Linked DNA regions of Gossypium arboreum: region 2 is linked to region 1. Evidence: chromatin contacts called from public Hi-C data. All regions are on one chromosome and are shown on one strand. Each heading gives the region's core, a stretch centred on a gene start, on an enhancer-like site or on the middle of the called end of the contact. The rest is flanking DNA. Distances are from core to core; before and after follow the strand shown. Region 1 holds the start of LOC108471716. Region 2 overlaps LOC108472811.

What was found. Hi-C and Micro-C count contacts between places; a contact is called where the count stands out from the background.
Region 2: a contact with region 1 is called in a Hi-C map of leaf, with 3 times the contacts expected there. The contact joins the enhancer-like site here to the promoter of LOC108471716 in region 1. A contact is called at or near these places in 2 of 5 Hi-C or Micro-C datasets (both in leaf).

Annotation. Positions count from the first base shown.
Region 1 is chr11:119,680,619-119,685,035 of ASM2569848v2, forward strand. It overlaps LOC108471716, which reads right to left and starts at 1,783. Exons shown (of 17, transcript XM_053021363.1): 1 at 1-1,783. The coding sequence starts at 1,433.
Region 2 is chr11:119,716,055-119,720,471 of ASM2569848v2, forward strand. It overlaps LOC108472811, which reads right to left. Exons shown (of 9, transcript XM_053021511.1): 9 at 3,978-4,417. Among protein-coding and RNA genes, the nearest start is that of LOC108472811, 11 kb to the right of the region's middle. Within about 2 kb of position 2,202, at least 2 of the 2 cell types and tissues checked have an H3K27ac peak or open chromatin away from gene starts, as enhancers often do. A contact at or near this core is called in leaf, where this site is marked.

The DNA of each region.
Region 1 (4,417 bases), core at 533-3,032:
TAAGTAAGATCATGCACATCAAAGGACACCTCATTGATACTTTTACTATCAACCAACAAACAAGATTCTTTAAGGGTACTAAGCATTTTTAACAGTCTATCTCGTGCTGCTTTCATGGTGTTGACTCCCTTAATTAGACCCAAACCAAAAGCATATCTCAACAAGTCTTCAATCCCAACGACACGACGCAGTAAACTGCAAAGCAGGAAAATCTGCTTGAGGTCTTCACTCGATAAATGATTGATACTCAACTCAATAGCCGAATGGACCTCAGCAGATATATCGTCCGAGCTTTTTTCTAAGTAAGGCCTCTGTAATTGTTGTAAAGCATCCCTCCAAACAAATAAAGGTTTCTTTCGCAACGCCCTTGCAACAGTTGCAAGGGCAAGCGGTAATCTTGCACATTTCTTGGCTACCTCAATTGCTGTAGATCGCAGCTCCTCATCACTTTCAACACCGTCCCCGGCCATCTTCTTAAAGAACTCCCAAGCTTCTTCGTCATCTAAATCACCAATTGCAAAGGTCTTTGTAGCATCCATCCCATTGATTAGAACATTTTGATATCTTGAGGTCAACAGTATTTTGCATCCTTTGTGTTGACTTCCAAATGGAATTCCGACTTCCGCTAGATCCAGTTTCTTCCAAAGATCATCCAAAATAATAAGAACATTTTTCTCCTTCCTTAAACTTTCATACAATCTACGGGCTCTTACAACCGGACTGTTTTCATCAAGCTTCAAATCCAATGAGTACGCCATTTGGTCTTGGATTTCCTTAATGTCAGGATTTCGAGATACAGTTGTCCTAACTACTGAATCGAATAACTTAACCTCATGGAGTTGTCTCTCAACTTCTTTGACCAGCCATGTTTTGCCCACACCAGCCATCCCGTACACTCCAATCATGCTTGTTGTTGCATCTTTCAGTGACTCCATGATACCATTGAAAACCTCCTCTCTTGATTTAAAGGCCTCAAAGTCTGTACGGACTATGGGTTCAGGAACATCAGGGTATCCCACGCGTTCAAACTGGCAATCTTTGATAAGCTCATCAAAAGTGGCAGCAGCTTCTTCTGCTTTCCTGCTAAGCTGGTAGCGAGACTTGATGTTGGGACACAAGCCAAAGAAGCACTTGGTCTTTGCTTTGACTTCAAGATCCTTCACTTTCTTCTCCTGTTCAGTGACAACCTTCTCCACTCTGTGGCGCCAATCCACGACATCGGCTTTAATCTTCTCCCCGTTCCTTTCTGCAACATCAACATCTTGCTGCACACTAGTTCTTTTTGCAATCAACGTCCTGTGTTTCTGCTCGAACTTGTCAACAATTTTCTGGTAGAAGATTACATATCTAATATGACGTTTAACTTGGTGGAAGATACCTTTCGCAGTCTCGGAAGAGACATTGGCAGCAGCACCAGTACCAATAGCTTCCATTTTTTTTTTTTTTGCTTTGGGGTTACAGATGACTGTCAGACAGAGTAAAAAAAGAAAATAGTAAAAGGAAAGAAGCAAGCAAGAAGAAATCAAAAATGAAGTGAAGAAGCCGTTAGCCGATATGAAATAGAAATTCAGTAAGGCGTGGAATTGGATATGGACTGTTGTCTTCGACTCCGTTAGACTTTAGATTAGAAATCAAAGAACCAGCAAAAGAAAACACAGAATGAATGTGGATGGTTGCGGGTACCTTCAGTGGAAATTAAGCACATACAGTTTGACTAGATCAAATTACGACATTTCAATTTTTTTTTTAAGGTAAATCACTCAAGTTATTTCATTATTACTAAAGTTATTGAAATATTTTATTTTTATTACCCATGATGGATAAGTAATGTAATATGTTAATTAATTTAGTTCCTAAACTATAATTAAAATATTAATTTAGTTCCTAAACTATAATTAAAATATTAATTTGATACTTTTAATTTTTTAATAATAATTCTAAAAATTTTAAAGGGTAAATTATTCAGATAGTCATCCAAATTTTGATGCATTCCTATTTTAGTTACTTTTTTTGTTAATTTAGTTTATTTCATTAGGTTATTTATCATTTTAGTCATTCCACCATTAAAATGTCTTAGTTATTGAATGAAATACTAACGTGGTAGTCTTTTTTATTAATATAATAACAAATTTAGTCATTAACACTTTGTATATTTTGTCAAGTTGGCCCTAATTTTAGAAAAAATCAACAAATTTAACCTCAATATTTGCACATTTTGTTAATTTAGTCCAAATTCAAAAATTCAAAAATTTTAAAAACTTGAAATATATATAATTTATTATAAAAGGACATAAAATATAAAATATTTAAAATATATATAAAATTACATAAAGTATTAATTGCTATATGGTCCTAATTCTAAAAGCTCAACAAATTTAACTTTTAATGTTTGCACATTTTGTCAATTTAGTCCAAATTCTAAAATTTATAAATAAAACATTAGAAAAAATAATTAATCAAAACCTAAAATCAAAATAAGTAAAGTTTTCTTAGTTATAATTCAAAATCATTATTAAAAAAAAAACTCACAAAATGCTCCTATTTTTTATATATGCCACCACACAACATAACGATTAAAAAAATTACAAGAAAAAAAAATCAATTTTTGTCCTCTTGCTAAAATTTTTGGTCAACCAAACAAAAGAGATAGACTTTGTAAAACAACATTCATCCCTTCGTCTCCTTTCTCATTCATCTTCAAGCTTCCCATTGTTTTTATACTCTCGCGCAAACCTCACAATCTAAATACCATACTAAATCGATACCCAATTATACTAGATCCAAACTACATCATCACTTCATCATTAAGCACTCACCATTAAACTCACACCCAAAGTTAATTTCTTTCTTATTTTACAGACATACCCAAACTCTGTTTCACAATTTCTTTTAATGAGGAAAAATCAATCAATAAAGCATCACTTATCCTTAAGCATTTGAATCCCTCAAAGCCCTACACTTTGCCTCCGAGATGGAGCTAGAGATGCTTCTATAAATAAAGGCTATTTTATTTGAATCCATCAACCAACTATTTGATTATAGCGCTAGTAGAATTTAGTAGTGATTGATTCAAAAAGTTATTTAAAGGACTCGCTTAGCTTGGTGGGATTTAAAGAAAAAATATTTATTCAAAAATTCAAGAGAAAATGAGAATTAAATTTTGTTGAATCCTAATAATTTTGTTAAAATTCAAAAATATTTATTTGAATCCTCCACCAAATTCATATTTAAGTATTTATGTAATTTTATCTATATTGTTAGTAATTTATATTTTTTGTCATTTTATAATAAATTTTATATTTTTTAAATTTTAAAACTATAATTTTTTGAATTTAGACTAAATTGACAAAATGTGCAAATTTGAGAGTTAAATTTGTTAAATTTTTAAAATTACAAACAGACAGAATGTGTAAAGTGTTAATGGCTAAATTTATTTTTATACCAATCAAAAGACGGTCATGTCAACATTTTGTTTAGTAACTAATGCATTTTAATAGAGTGACTAAAAATGACAATTAATCTAACGAGGTGACTAAATTACCAAAAAAAATTTGGTAACCAAAATAGAGACGCGCTAAAACTTGGATGACTATCCAAGTAGTTTATCCTTTAATTTTTTAGTTATTATTAAAAAATTAAAAGCTCAAATTGATATTTTAACTATAATTCATGAACTAAATTGGTTATTAACCCTTTAAATTAATGTGTCACGTCACTTTCTTAACGGAAGTTAACAGATGAGTGACAAAAATATAACATTTCGATAACTTTAATGATAATTATGTAACTTTCAAAAGTTGAGTGGTTGAAATGTAATTTTAATTAAAGTTTAGAGATAATCGATCTAGTTTACCTTGTTTTATACATTTTCTTTTTTGTAAAAAAAAAAAAAGAAACCTTAAAGAGAAAAACTCAAAAAATTATACTAGTGACTCAAAGTAAAAACATAATCTATCTCAATTAAACTTTTAGTTAATTGCGGTGGTTCTTCAAACCAATGGATTTATATGGAATTAGTCCCCATAAACTTGGCTTATTTTATACACTTTTGAACCCTAAATAAATTATTCTTAATATTATTTTAGTTCTCATTAATGTTGATTAATTAAATAAAATTAATATAAATAAATTAAAAATATCATTATCATAATAATTTTAAATATCATTAATGTAATAAAATTAAATAAAATCAATACATGTGTTTTGAAATTTGAACCTTATTTGTTTTCAGCTTCTCCTATAATTATTACCTTGTTCAATAATTGAAGAGGTTGGCCACTCGCTCAATAATTGAGGTTGTTCAATAATTTAGGAGGTTGGTCGTATGGGTCTCATGAAATAGTACGTGACAGCTAAACTTTTGTATTATCATAATTGATTTCGTACTGTTTCGGATCTGTTGAATAGTGGCTAAATA
Region 2 (4,417 bases), core at 952-3,451, 36 kb after region 1:
AAGTTACAAACATGGATTACTATACGAAATATTATGCAAGTAAACAAAAGAACAAATTAACATAATTTAAATAATAGTGCAAAAGGCTAATAATCAATATAAAACAATAATACATGAAATAACATGAAAAATAAAGCGACACATAGTACACAAAACAATTTGGAAATAATTTGAAAACTATTAAATATATGAAAACTTACAAAATGAATCAACACATGATTGGATTTGAAAGGATGCACATATATAAAATAAAACTAAGAATACGTGAATGAATATGAAAATAAATGTTGTGAAAGAAGTAATTTGGAGCTAATAACATGCAAGAATATTTTAAAAACAAAACCTATATACTTTAAGGTGTTAATATACATACAATAATAAAAATCAATAAAACAATATATAATAAAGATATAATACCATAACAAAGGATAAACGATCTGCATGAAAGATGAACAAACTAATATACAATAAAGCTATATATACATGAAAGAATCTTAACTAACAAAGAAATAATAATGTATGTTTTTTTTTAAAGAATAAATTATATACATAATAAATTTGAAAGGAAATACAAGTAGAAATTATATAAAATATCATGGAATTAAAATATAAATTATAAGATTAAATTAACTTTATCATAAGCTATATACGTAATATATTTTAACAAACATAATTATGTATACAAATAGATTTCTTTTTAAAATATATATATATATATATATATATATATATATATATTTTAAAATAACATGATCAAATATATGCACCAAGTATGTGAATTGTTAGGATTTCGACCCGATTAAGCAACGAACAAGAAAATAGCAGAATAAATTGAGAAATTGAACACACAAATTTAACGTGGAAAAACCCCTCCAAAGAGGATAAAAAACTATGGGCAAAGATAATTTTACTATAATGGCAAAAGAACGAAGAGTACAAAAGATGGAGATAAAAACTAAACCCCGAAAACCCGAAAATAAAGAATCCACAAAACGTAAACACAAAATTCTCTAAATGTGTTATGTGTTCTAATCTCTAATGGGTGTTTTTTCTAAGGTTGTAAAAAAGCCTATTTATAGGCTAAGTTCATAAGTCAAATAATAGTAAAATAATCTAAACTAATCAGTGTTTGATTAAAACAAGTAAACAGAGTTTAACTGAAAGACTATTTTTTAAATTTGACTGAAAATAGGAGTCATATTTAACATGAATAATAATTGTTTAAATGATACATAAAATATGTGGGTTTTCCTTCAAATAACAAAATATAGGGATAAGTTTAAAAGAAATCACATGTATAAAATAACAAAAATTAATAATATACATGGCACTCTATCATGAATCATATATATATATACAAAAAACATTAAGAAAAATATTATACAAAATGTTAAAGTGATATGATATGAAAATTTTACAATAATGATTTTAAAAACAAAGTAAAATTATTAAAGTAGCTAGAAATATAAAAATAAATAATCGAGAATTAAAATGTATGTTAAGCGGATTTTAAAATAATAATGAATTAAACAAAATAAAAACTCAATAAAAATATATAAAAGATTTAAACTAAATATTATACAAAATGTCAAAATAATATGATATATAAAAAGAACTTCAAAATAATTACACAAATAAAAACAAAGCAAAATTATTAAAAAGCTCAACACATGAATAAAAATATTAAATGAATTTTAAAACAATGAATTATACAAATAGAAAACTCAATTAAAATAGAATTTAAATAGAAGAGATAATTTACAAAATAAAAAGAACTATTGAAATAGAAATAATGACTAAAGCGTAATCTACACGAATATTCAGGGATCAAAACTGAAAATATTCCAGGACCTGAAACACTGTGTTTAGGTACGGACTGAATTGCAAAGACACGCAAATTCTAGGAAAAATTTGAAATAAAATAAAATGTAAATACAGATCAATTAAAAACCTGCACAAAGGCGAAGGACCAGTTGCGCAATTTAACCATTCGAAGTGCAAAAGTGTGGATCCATACAACACCGTTTCAAATTCACCACAAAATCAAGCTAAAAAATACCTAAAGTCAAACACTCAACAAAATCAAAAGAAAGGAAAAAACAAAACCCATCCTTCTTCATTCGGCTAAACCAGAGGCATTATTAAATCTCCCCTTCGCCTCCATATCTTTGAATCAGATCCCCGAATCCTCATCAAAGCTTCAATTTCAGTGAAGCAAACAAAGATTCAAAGGCTCCTTCAACAACAGATAAGTCTCCCTTTCCCCTTATAGATTCATTTTTTCATGCAATAGATAAAAAATGATGAAAATAGAAATGAAAATCAAGGAAGAACAAGATTTAAAATCACCTTAAAACTAATTTCAAATTGATTTTTCTTTCAATATCCATGTGTATTTTTGTGGGAAAAAAAATGATCCCCATTACATCATTTTTTCTGGCTTTTTATAGCCAAATGAAGAAAAAAAAATATTAATCATATTAAAAAATACAAGCAATTTTCCCTTAGATCTCCTTGCTGTCAATCTGTTGTGGGTTGTTATTTTGTTGCAGGCACGAACAGAGCCAGCTAGATGATGGCGTACGTGGCAACGGCGAAGGAGGCGCACGTGGGGCTGGCACGGAGGCAGCATCAGTGCTGAAGGCTGTTAAAAGTGGCTGAAGTGCAAAGGATGATGCTAAGGTCTTCTAGAAATTTTAGATTTTGGGCCAATTTGTGTTTGGGTTTATTTTATGGACTGCAAACAATTTAATTTTATTTAGTTTATTTATTTGTTGTAAATAATTTCAAAGGCCTGGGGTCTTCTACACTTATTATATATTATTCTAATGTTCTACATATATTGTCATGTTTACATTATTATTATTTATCCATGTATATAGTATGTCTAAATAAGTAAAATGTATATCGTTTTAAGCGTTACGTTCGTTTTTCGTATGATACAAAAAAATGGAAATTTTTAAACTGAGGCAAATGTTCATTATTTTGAAATTAGAAAAGTCATGTCTCTAAATTACGGAATATGATTTTCTTCTTAAATCGAGATAATCGAATATTTATTTTAAAATAAATAATAAAAAAGGATTTTAGCGTTTGTTCTCATTTTCGAGGATTTAAAGTGTTCTGTCCTAACTAATGGGACATGATTTTTTCTTCTCGATTAACTTCAAAGTTCGTTTCTGCACGATGCATAAAAAAGGATTTTTTTTAATCGAAGCAATATTCATTATTTTTTGAATTAAAAAGAGTTGTATTCCTAACTTACGGAATATGCCTTCTTTCTAAAACCGAGATAGTCGAATATCTACTTAAAAAAGAAATTTTAGCGTCTGCTCTCATTTTCGAGGATTTAAGGCGCTGTGTCCTAACTTACAGGACATGACCATTTCTTCTCGATTAACTTGAAATAAGCCCCTTTTCGTGAAAACTAATTTAGTTAAGTAACGTCTTAATAAGGGATTGTATTTTAAATTCTCTTCAAATTTTCAATTTTCGACACTAAAGACATCAAATAATCAATTCTATGCCAATTTTGAGCGTAACGAGAGTGCTAATCCTTCCTCCTGCGTAACCGACTCCCGAACTCATTTTCTGAATTTTTGTAGACAAAAAAAATATTGTTTTAGTTAATCAAACCTTTTGCTAAAACTATCGAATTAAAAGGCGATCCGATCACACCTCATTAAAAAAAAATTAATGGCAACTCCCATTTTTTGTTTTTTAAAATAAGTCTACTTCAAAAAAAGAGGTTTGACAACCACCTCTCTTACCTATCCCAATTCCAACCCCCCTTCTTTTCATACTTCCCCTATGCAGCAGAAAAAACCTTATAATTTAATCTCCAAATAGGTTTAATTCGATTTCTCAAAGCGAATGTTTAATTCTTTCACAATTTGGTAAGCTCCAAACCTTGAAATGATTCTACATTTTAATGTTCAGCTTGATCTCGATCATATGGTCTCATAAAAATAGGTGTATTATTCATAAATGAAAGTGTAAATTTTGCAGCCTTTGCAGTAAACTTGTATGCAAAGTCATTGATGAAAAAGTGCAAGTACTAATCCGTTAAGCCAATATAAAGGTTGCAAAGGTGAGCATTAACCCATTTAAACCAACATAAAATTTTCTAAATTGATGACTACCTTTTCTATGAACAACTGCTGAATGGTGGCATTAAGGTCGCCTTCCCAACGCTCTACATCTTCACCTTTAGTATTCTGTACTCCAAGCAGCATTGGTGTACTTAACTGTTCTTTGTGAAAAATTTCATCTTTGGACACAAGTCTCATGAATACTTCTTCCAAGGAAGGAAATATTACCGATGTGTAATTCTCTGAGCAGAGCCTTGAAAGACTACCAAGTTCTAAAGACTTGAGTTGGGAGAAAACGTGTAGAAAAGCTATGATTTCTTCTAACA